2 separate regions of the Urocitellus parryii genome follow, and region 2 is linked to region 1. The links are chromatin contacts, called in public Hi-C maps. All regions are on one chromosome and are shown on one strand. The core of a region is the stretch at or near the end of the contact, and the rest is flanking DNA. Distances in the headings are between cores, read along the strand shown.

Region 1 (5,528 bases), core at 711-3,210:
AGCATAATCACAATAATGATTCTCAGTATAAAATCACAAGCTATACAGTATGTCTAAAACTAGCAGTTAAGACACTATTATTTAGTACATTGTTATTTTAGCATTGACTGAAATTACAACACCTTAGCATTTACCCTGGAAGTAGCACCTTACTCTTTTCTCAGTTGCATGGGGGTAGCCTTAAATTTCAAGTTTATATTACTCAACATTTCAAAAATACACTGAGAATCTTTATGGCACCTTGTGTTTCTCGTGGATTGTAACCTCCTGAAGAGATCCCACCAAGCCAGCAGCACCATCAGAAGACCACAGCTCAGAGGCCGGCTGCAGCTGGCGAAGCTGAAGGTTCAAAGCATTAGGGTGGTGCTTGCAGTGGTCTCGACCAAAAGGAACAAATTCTTGCAAATCTCCTGCTGCAATCATTGTTGCCCTTTCTTCATAGAAGTTCGACATGGGTTCCAGATATCAACATTATTTCTGTATAGATTCAAACACATCTGGTCAGCTTTTAGAATCAAACCAGTTTATTTCTACAAAGACATGGAGGAGTTGTGGTGAAAACATGCCACTCTTACTTCCCAAACACTTCCATGTGGAGTGACAGTGGGTAAAATCTTAACACTGTATATTTAATAGTACCGGTGCCAGTTCTGTCCCTGAGACAACATCCAGAAATGGGTTTCATGGCATAACATTTAAGCTGTGCAACCCTCAAATGCAGAACTCGAAATACTTGATGTCAGCACTACAAAGAGCCCTTAGCATGACTGAAATAGCACTCAAGAAAAACAAAGTTTAACCGAATTTGACTTAAGATTCTCACCTGAGATCTGTTTGGTGTCACTTTGAATTGCTGCACAAACACCTCAAAGCCTCTGTAATTTCTATACAGCTCCCCTAGAGCCACAAAGTTATTTCACTATAAATGTTATGCCTGAGATAATTATGGCATGAAATATGGCACAAGTTCTTTGCTCCACGTGCTAGAAAACCAGTATTGAGAACACTAGATGTGGGACAGAACCTTAAAAGCATCTTATAAAACTTACAAGAATTTCAAACTTCAGCTGGCCTTCCTATCTTCTCAACAAAAGAACCAACATTAAAGAGCTCGGGACTTTATCCAACTTTAGTCGTGCAGTTTTCTAATGTATTTTCTTAGAACCTGAGAGAAAACTGCAGAATTTTTATTTGTATTGTATTAGCCTTATTTTTTACAGTATGGTAAGTTTTTGTTCTGATTAGGGCAACGTATTTAATATTTTTTACAGTAAAGCAAGTTTACTTTACAAATGTGTCAACAATTTAGGCAACATAACCAGCTACAGTAAGAGGAGTAAGTTGATGTGGTGCCAATCAAAACGTCAGCACTGACGACTAGAGCAAAAACTACCGCGCCAAAAAAGGACACCCCCATCCAGAGCGGGGACCTGGAGCCGCGTCTCCGTAGAGCGCAGAGCGCCTGGCCTTTCCCGGGTGGTGGAAGCCGCAGGCTAAGCGCCTCAGCCTCCGCACACCGGCTCCGAGCCCGGGTCCAAAGGCCCGGGCCGCACCCGGGACGCCGCACCCGGCTCGGCGAAGCCAGGCGCGCCCCGGAGAGCGCGACCCTGGGGCGGGAAGCCCCTTGGCCCGCCCCGGGTCCCACCCCTTCGGTCCCCGCGCGAGCCCCTCGGGGCGGAGGCGAACGTCAAGGCGCGCGACCCACCCGCTAGCGGCGGCGCGGCCCGCACCTGTAGGACTCGGGACGCGTCAGGCGCGGCGAGCCCCGGCCCCTCCCCGGAGGCGCGGGGGCCGAGGAAGCCCGAGGGCAGCGGCAGAGCGGTCGGGGTGACTCCTCGGCCGCCGCAGCTTCTCATCCCCTCTCCCTCCCCTATTCCGGAGGGAGAACGGGCAACGACAGTACTAGACTGTTAACGACAGGCAGGCATGCGAGACGTTCAAATGGACGCGTCCATCTTGGCCTTCCCGACCTGCCTCGCGCCGGGGCGGGGCGTCGCGGGAGGTGGGGCGTCCGCAGCCCTGGAGCCTGCGCAGTAGCGCGAAGGTGGGCCCGCCCAACTCGCGCCCGACCGCCCCTTTCACAGTTGCGCGCGGAGCTGGGCGGCGGCCTCTGCTGGCTCTGTGCACCCATGCACCGCTGCAGGCATCCAGAGATCCTGTCCTGCGTGTGTCGCCGGGAGCCTGAGCTGCCTCCTCACTCAGTGAGATGGTTTTTATGGCTGGTTTTGCTTCAGCCTACTGACCCCAATGGAAGTATGTGCCTCCAGACAGGGTGGGAGGGCGAGGGAGATGGCTGCTATTCTCTCTTTGCCGGTGCACTTTAACCCCGTGGGATCCAGACTCTGATTGGCAGGAGGAGTGCAGTTTCCGAAGTTCGCAGACACATTCTCAGGCTTTCATCTTAGGAAGCCCAGCTTTATCCCTCCCTCCCTCCGTCCTGAGGGTCCACCTGTAACTATCACAGTTTTGAGAGCTAGAACACTTTCTTGAACTTCATGTCCCATTGCCTGAATCTCTAGGGTCAGAGTATATTGCCACGAACCAGGCACGATATCCCAAACCTGTAATCCCAGTAAGTTGGGAAACTGAAGCAGGAGAATTGCAAGTTCTCAGCAATTTAGGGAAGCCTTAAGCAATGTAGCCAAACCCTTTCTCAAAAAAAAAAAAAAAAAATTAAGGGTTGGGAATGTAGCTCAGTGGTAAAATGCCCCTGGGTTTGATCTGCAGTACCAAGAGAAAAAAAAAAAGAAGAAGAAGAAAGAAAGAAGGAAGGAAGGAAGGAAAGAAAGAGAAAAAGATATATATATAGAGAGAGAGAGAGAATGTGTTAGAGAGGATATTCATATTATTAATTGGAGTATTTTATTTTACTACTCCTATTATCTAACAGATAAAGTTCTAATTCTTCACTCAAAATGTAAGGTTGGCTGGAATTTTGTGTCTTCACTTAAAGTGTTTACTGAGATTCCCCAAACACACCTTGCACTTCATTGCCTTGATATCTTGATTAATTCCTTACCCTTATCTCAAATGCCCCTTATTGAAAACATGCACTTAAACTCAAAATTTTTTGCGTAAACCGGGTTTTCATTTTAGACATTTATCTGAAATCAAAATATTCCTAGAATATCCTGGCCTGAGGATACAGAGGACAAATTAATAATCTTCCCACATGGGCTGCTCTTATCCTTAATCTGCTCCTTCCCACAGGCTTTACCTTCCTTCAATGTCCCTTTCTACCCCCACCAGGATTTTCTGGAAAAACCTGCAGCAGCAGGACACACCTCAGTTATCTCTCAGTTTCTCTTCCTCACCAGTTTCCATAACCCCTACCTCGTGTCCCACCTCAGCCACCTGGGGCCTGCCTGCATCTCCACCAGCCTCCATGGCCCTACCAGATGGCATGTGCTGCAGAAAGCCAGGCCCTCTCCCCTGGACGCACTGTGCAGCCAAGCCATCATCCCACTCCCTGATTCTGGCTTCTCCTGCAGAGAGAAGATATTTATCCAGACTTGGATAAATGGCTTCCCTGTGGGGTGTGGGCGCTGGCTTCTAAAGAGGTCAACAGAAACCTAGATACAAAGCAAACTTTGACCAACAAGAACAGGCAGAAAGGAACCAGACTTAATTAAATTCTCTTTCTTCTCCCTCGGTGGACTATTCTAAGGCATGGTCTTTCTGCACAGACTATCCGAAGATATCCTGTGTGACCTAGTGGTCAGCCCTGTTCAGCAGTGTGCAAAATTTGGGGCATTCTGTTGTAAAGCAGCAGCCAGAATGATATTGTCATCCTTCCCTTCCGTATGTGTTTCCCCTGTCCATTCTCTGTCTTGGGCTAAAGCAGCTGCATTCCTCTTTGTTTCCAGCCCTATTTCTAGGGAACTGAGGTAGCCCCGTCTACAGTCTTACACCACTACCTGTCCAGGGTCTGAAGCAGAGTCACCAAAAAATTTCCCCCAACTCTCACTCCTGGGCATTCCCTTCTCTGCTCAAAGAGTTCTCTCAGGGTGCCTCTTTGGCCTTGACTGCATTGTCCTCTCTGAGGACTCGAAGGTCTACACTGATCTTTCCCCTTCAATGCTCCCAAGGCTCTTAATCCTTCAAGTGCCAGAGCAGTCGCTGCATTTCCTGCAGGTGGCAACTGAGGCCCTGCCCCTGCAGCACTCCTGCATTGTGAGCAGCCCTGTCTGCCCACCCCGGCTCCAGAATGCAAAAGTCTCTTAAGAAAGCAAATCCTCTCAGCAACTCCAGTGGCTGAGGCAAATTCAAGGCCAGCCTCAGCAACTTAGGAAGACTCTATCTCAACAATATTCTGAAAGGGGGTGGGGGGGCAGGGAATGTAGCTGAGTAGTACAGAGCCTCTGGGTTCCACCCCCAGTCCCTCACCCCCCTCTGAAAAAAGAAAGCAGATCCTTCTACACGTGCCACTAACTGTCTCCCCTGGTGGAGGTCCAAACCACAAATCCAGGAGCTTCAGAAGACCCACAGCTCCTCTTGTCTCCATCGTCCTCCCCCTTCTAATGTTACTTTAGGCATACACTGGAATCAGAATCCAAAGATCCTCCTAACCCTCTCATAGTCTACCAAACAAGCATGGATGACCTTTATCAAGGGTCCTGAGGTTGCATCTTGGATACAGATCTAGATAGACCCACCATCATAAAATAGACTTCTTTTACCTCTACAATGAACACTGCAGAAAACTAAAGAAAGAAAGAAGAACTTAGAAGATGGAAAGATCTCCCATGCTCTTGGATAGGCAGAATTAACATTGTCAAAATGGCCATATTGCCAAAAGCATTATACAGATTTAATGGAATACCTATTAAAATCCCTATGATGTTTTTTATTTTTATTTTTTTTTTTTAATATTTATTTTTTAGTTCTCGGCGGACACAACATCTTTGTTGGTATGTGGTGCTGGGGATCGAACCCGGGCCGCACGCATGCCAGGCGAGCGCGCTACTGCCTGAGCCACATCCCCAGCCCATCTATGATGTTTTTTAAAAGTCAATTAAAAACATTTTTTAAACAAATAAATTACACACTGAAAAAAATCCCAGTGATGTTCTTCATAGAAATAGAAAAAGCAAACATGAAATTCATTTGGAAAAATAAGAGCCCCAGAATAGCCAAAACAATCCTTAGTAAGAAAAGAGAAGCATTGAGGCATCACAATACCAGACCTCAAACTATACTACAGAGCTATGGTAACAAAAACGGCATAGTATTGGCACCAAAATAGACCTGTAGACCAATGATACAGAATAGAGGACACAGAGACAAGTCCATATAAATATAGTTATCTTATAGTAGACAAAGGCACCAAAAACATACATTGGAGAAAAGATAGCCTCTTCAATTAATGGTGCTGGAAAAACCAGAAATCCATATGAAGCAAAATGAAATTAAACCCTTATCTCTCATCCTGCACAAAAAAAATCAACCCAAAGTGGGTCAAGGACTTATGCACTATTAACAGAGACCCTGTGCCTACCAGAAGAAAAAGTAGTCCCAAATCTCCACCA
Region 2 (5,551 bases), core at 2,096-4,595, 130 kb after region 1:
CTCGCTTGGTGCCAGCACCTCCTTTCCCTCTGTCCATCTTCCCTGGAGAAGCCTGAGCCAAGTGTGACTCGGGAAGCTTTTCAGCACTACCCCTGGGTTCAGCCCACCACTTTCTTTCTCTACTACAGCAAACACCATCTACCCCATCTTAGCCTAGAGAATCAGCCTGAGGAGGCTGGGAGAAAAAATTGACACAGTGAGCAAAGAACAGCTTCTAGCCAGAAACCCCTGCTCTGAGAGCCCATCTTTCTTCATCTTTCCCATTGATGGCTTTCGGCTTGACCCTTCCGTCTCCCATGGCGGCAGAATTCTACGAGCACAATTCACGGATCTTTCTCTCCATTTTACGTTGCTGATAATGGATGTTAATCTTGAATCCTTCAGCATCTCTTCCATTGAATTAGAATGGCTTTCTCATAGTTTATTTTAGAAAGATGTTCAATATACTAAAGCAAACCGGAAAAAAAAAATCAGATATATAGCATTGATGAATTCTATCACGTTTCTCCCTGAGTTTTCAACTCTTAATTTTTGTTGCTTATTCACGACCCCTATCATGTTCTTAATTTCTCTCAATGCCTTTTCTTTCAGTTCTTTGGTGGTTTTTAGACATGGTTTTTAGACATGCTTTCATTTTTTTTGAAGGAATGTGTTCTGTTCCATATTCTCTTTTTAAAAAAATATTGTTTGGGGGGGCTGGGGTAGTGGCTTGGTGGTAGAGCGCTCTCGTCTAGCACGTGTGAGGTCCTGAGTTTGATCCTCAGCACCACATAAAAATAAATAAAATAAAGGCATAAGAAAAAATATATTTTTTTAGTTGTTCCTAGACCTTTCTTTTTTTTTTAATTTATGTATATGTATTGCTGAGAATCGAACAAGTGACTCACACATGCTGGGCAAGTGTGCTATCACTGAGCCCAGCCCATATTCTCTTTTTTATAGTAATTTTAAATATCTTTACTATTTCTTATCTCATGTGAAGCTAGTTTTACTGAACTTGGATGAACGGCTGAGCTGAACACACCCTAGCCTCACCCTGCTGTGCTTTAACAGCTTTGAGTCTGCTCAGGTCTCTGGGCTCTGCTCAGGTCTGTTGGCCCCCCTCAGCTCCTGTACTTGCTGGGTGTGCTCCTTTGCCTTCTCTTCTGTTGGCCCTGTCCTGCTGAACTTTAATTCCTCTTCTGGTGAACTCTCTGGCTGCTGGACTTTGCTTTAGATGGAAGCTTCACTTGTCAGGTGAAGAATTTCCAAGGCCCAGGACAATTGGCCCTTTTCTTATGCCCCTCTGCCCTCCCTCCCTGGGTCCTGCTGACTTCCCTCTCCAGGCTCAGGCTGCTGTTTTTTGGATTTCCAGAATACGGGCTGGTAGGCGGGATTCTTCTGTGTTCAGGTCCATCTGATTATTTGTTTCCCCTGATTCTTCCTTTCTAAATGCTGATAGCACCCACTTAGATTTGAGATTTCGTGGTATATGTTTTCCTGACTGTGAGGAACATACTGTCTATGGGTTTTTGGTTGCACTATCCTGGTGGAGGTTTAAGGGAGAATTCAGGTAGATTAAACACTACACAGTCTGTGTGACAATTTCACACATGTATATAATGTGCGTTAGTCAAACCAGTCTAATAATGAGCATTTCCACCTTGGTAAATATTTTCAGTTCTTTGTGTTGGGAACCTTTAAATTCTTCTCTTCTAGTTTTTCATATCCCATTATCCAATCTCCCTTTCTGCCCCCTCTTCCCCATGCTTCCCAGCCTCTGGTAACCACTATTATTCTATTTTTATGAGATCAACTTTTTTAGCTTCCATATATGAGTGACAAGATATTGATCTTTCTATGCCAGATTTATTTTCCTTAATATCCACCAGTTCCATCCATGTTGCTGCAAGCAAAGGATTTCATCCTTAAATTACTGGAATATTCTTACCCAGCCATCCCATTGCCCATCTTAGCACGGGTTTCATATGACAACCAAAATGATTTTTCTGGTCATCTCATTCCTTTTGTTCAAAAATCATCATTGCCTTCCCAATATTCTTAGACTAAAGCTCCATCTTTGTGACTTTGTGCAGGGGTCCCTGTATGCTATGGTACTGGTACTGTTAAAGATGCCCAGTCTTGCCCCTCCCATCTCACACCAACTTCAGCCTCCTGAAAGGTCTTTCCATTCCTCCCGCCCTTGATACAGACCTTCTCTCTTCAGTGTAACACATCAAACCTACCAAAGGCTCCCAGTTAACTAATCCTGAACTATTCCCACACTTAACTCTTGCTGCAGCCTTAACTTAAATGTTATCTTGTCTTCTCTTATTCGACTTACCTCCTCAGCGGATGTTCCCATGTGATCCCGTGACTCAGTTTCCCCTGCTAACTTAGAATTGATTGCATTGCTTTCTGGAAGGGCACATGTGCACAGGCAATCTCCAGGATGCGGCAGGTAATTACTGAAAATGACTCTGAGTCTTATCATTACTGAGAGTGATTTGGGTGACTAGTAAGGCAGTCAGTGCTTCTTGACAATAAACAAACCCTACTTTATGTAAATGACAATTGGTAGACCAGGATTCTGTCATCCTACTGGATGTTACTTACATCTGATAATGTATGAGCTAGTTCTCATTGACACCAAGCCAAGAATTCGGTTTTCACAGTAGAAATCCCAGGCAAGGTGCACAATAAGGCAGATCTGAGCCCTGCCGTGCATTTTTTCTGAAAAATTATATACTGTGCTATCCACATCAATGCTCACAACACAATGGCTTGTGTTCAACTGGCCCCGGCCTCAAAGCAATTTGCTGGTTCTTCTACATAAATTTCCAAAAGGGTTTGCTTGCCTAGAGCTGAGAGACTTGGAGCAGGGGCAGGGGAATAGGATGCAAGAGACTGAGACACCTGGAGCAGAACTTGAACCCACACTCCATCCACAGCTCTCCTTGACAGGACAGGAGCGTGGGATCTTTGGCGGGCTCCACCTCCCGGCCTTGCCCCCACGACCTTACCCGCCCACACCTCAATCCACGCCCCCGCCCCGCCCCGCCAGCACGCAGGTCCCCGCCCCATTCCGGCGCCCCGCCCCCACGGCGCGGCCCGCCCCTGCGCTCCTGTCGCCCCGCCCCGTCCGCTCGGGCCGGCCTGAGCCCGCCTTCCCCCTCGTCCTAGCTGCCGGGTTCCTCGAGCTGGCCCGGCCCTGGCCCCGGTCCCGGGCTCGCGCCGCGCCTCCCCACGTCCCGGCCTGAGCCCCGCTTGCCCGCCGCGGGCCCGCCCGCCTGGGGCGGAGCTGCGGCAGGTGCCGGCGCGGGGCGTGGCGGGCGTCCGGGGCGCCAGGTGCGCCCCCGCGCCAAGATGGCCGCCCGCCGCCCGCTCGCCGCGGCCCCGCTGCTGCGCGCCGCCCTCTGCCTGCTGTGCTGCGCCCCGGCGGCCGTGCGCGCCGTCCCGGAGCTCGGGCTCTGGACCCAGGCGGTCGACGACGTAAGTGGGCGGTGGGGGCCTCGTCAGGGTCCCGGGCCTCGCGGGGCGCGCTGGCCACTGGCCGGGGCTGCTCCCCTGGCCCCGCCGGGCCCCAGGCGCCCGGGGCCTCTGTCCGCGGCAGCGGCGGCCAGGGGCGCCCGACCCGCGCCCAGGAAGAGCAGGCTGGTCCTGCCGGGCGGTTGTCCCTACCCAGCGCCCCCAGGCTTGGGGTCACGTCCTGGTTACTCGAACCGGAGCCCGAGTCTCGGCGACCCCGCGCACCTGGGCCACCGACCCGCCGGGCGGGCGCAGCGTCTGCGGCCTGCTGTTCAGACTGAGCAGAGCGCGCTGGCCTCCGCCTTTCCTTCTCAGATCAGAGAGGGGTCGCGCAGGTCACCCCTCCTCCCTGGCCTTTCCCTGGCGGTCGGGTCAGTTCCGGGACCTTGTGGCGCGGGGCGGGGCCGTGGTTCTGGAGCCTTGGAGGGGCCGGCTGCAGGAATGGGTGGGTGGACACGTCCCTGTTGCAGAACTGGCGTCCTGTGGTTAGGGGAGATGCTGTGGGAGGAAAGCAGGGGTAGAATTATGGAAAATCTTGCAAAAGAGAGACAGAAAGTCGGGAAGAAGCATTATTTCCTTTTCTGAGATCAGATGACTCATCCAGCTCTGTTTGTGATGAGTATTTTCCACACGCATCGAAATGATGTCCAACTAAAGATGAAATTTACATTTTAATTTCCTCAAACCGCCCCCCACCCCCGCCATGAACAAAAGCTACACAGAGGAACAAATGTGGGCATTTTTCTGTTTTTTTTTCAGACCCAATGTAACTATTTCTTCCAGGGTTTTTCTAAGTTTGTGCTCTGTGTTGTGCACCTGTATGTATCTGCTTTTTTAAATTTCTCTGGACAGTAAGAAACAAAATTTAGTAGACCACACTTATGGTTTCCTGCTGTTCCTATAGTGGAAGCAATTAAGAAAGTCATCGTAAACTGAAGCAAATTTACTGTGCACACTGTTAATCTACTTGAGCATATCTCCAAAGCTATTTGCCTGTGTGTTGGATGGTGACAATCCAAAGGCCACAGGGGAAGAGTGACTTTGATCCATGAAGAGAAGTTTTGTTTCTTGGATGCCACATAATTCAATTAGGCTAACATTATTCTTATGTAACTGGCAAGTAGTGGTGGGTCCATAGGGCCATCTTTGCAAAAAGTGGGCTGATTTTTTTTCCCCATTTTAGGTGGTCAAAATTCTCCCCTCAGAAAAGGAAAAAGGAGTGGGGCTTTCTTTGATTTGTACTGCAAATCCATCAAGAAATGTTCTTTTGATTAAGTTTATCAAACAGCCAGTGTGCCTTGCACTAGACCTGTCATTGTTGTTACAAAGATGAATTTTACACACTGCCCCATTTCTTAAGAAGCTCATGCAATATTAGGGACAATTGATTCATGAGTGGATGATTATGTCTGTGGCAGCATGCCCGGGATAGGAGCCTCGAGTTTAAGTATGTTGAAATTACAACAGGAAGCCATAACAGTTTGGGAAGGAGATAGTTTATCAAAAGTACATTCACTTTGATGCAGGCTGGGGTTGTGGCTCAGTGATAGAGTGCTTGCCTCGAATATGTGAGGTACTGGGTTCAATTCTCAGTACCGCATATAAATACATGATTAAAACAAAGGCCCATCAGCAACTTTCACTTTGAAACCAAGCCAGCAGCATGCAGTTGCATAGACCCTGCATGTCACATCCCAGTCGTACTGATTGCACAGTGCCCCAGCTCTGCCCCCACCCCAGCTGGGGCACTTCTGATTCTCACTGAGGGCAAGTGCAGAATAGGCTTGCTAGACAGGACTTTAAGCAAGTGAGTGATGTGATCAGACTTAAATTTTAAAAGATTCTCTCTGGTTAGACAAAGGAGTTCAAGGATCAGAGATCTCTATTTTGTAGGGTAAAACTATTCAAACAGTAGAGAAAAAAATTTAACCAGATCTTTTTATGTTTGTTTTTCATTTTAGAAATCAGGACCCTTGATATTTAGGAAAACTATGTTTAACTCTACTGAGATCAGGTTTTCTGGTAAGCATAACTAAATAATATA

What was found. Hi-C and Micro-C count contacts between places; a contact is called where the count stands out from the background.
Region 2: a contact with region 1 is called in a Hi-C map of muscle, with 2.9 times the contacts expected there. The contact joins the promoter of LOC113175727 here to the promoter of Anapc1 in region 1. A contact is called at or near these places in 2 of 2 Hi-C or Micro-C datasets (liver and muscle).

What each region holds. Positions count from the first base shown.
Region 1 is chr12:18,453,860-18,459,387 of mUroPar1.hap1, forward strand. Anapc1 (anaphase promoting complex subunit 1) reads right to left here and starts at 1,961. Exons shown (of 48, transcript XM_026380054.2): 1 at 1,706-1,961; 2 at 241-477. The coding sequence starts at 453.
Region 2 is chr12:18,586,969-18,592,519 of mUroPar1.hap1, forward strand. LOC113175727 (transmembrane protein 87B) reads left to right here and starts at 3,346. Exons shown (of 19, transcript XM_077792062.1): 1 at 3,346-3,471; 2 at 5,469-5,529. The coding sequence starts at 3,346.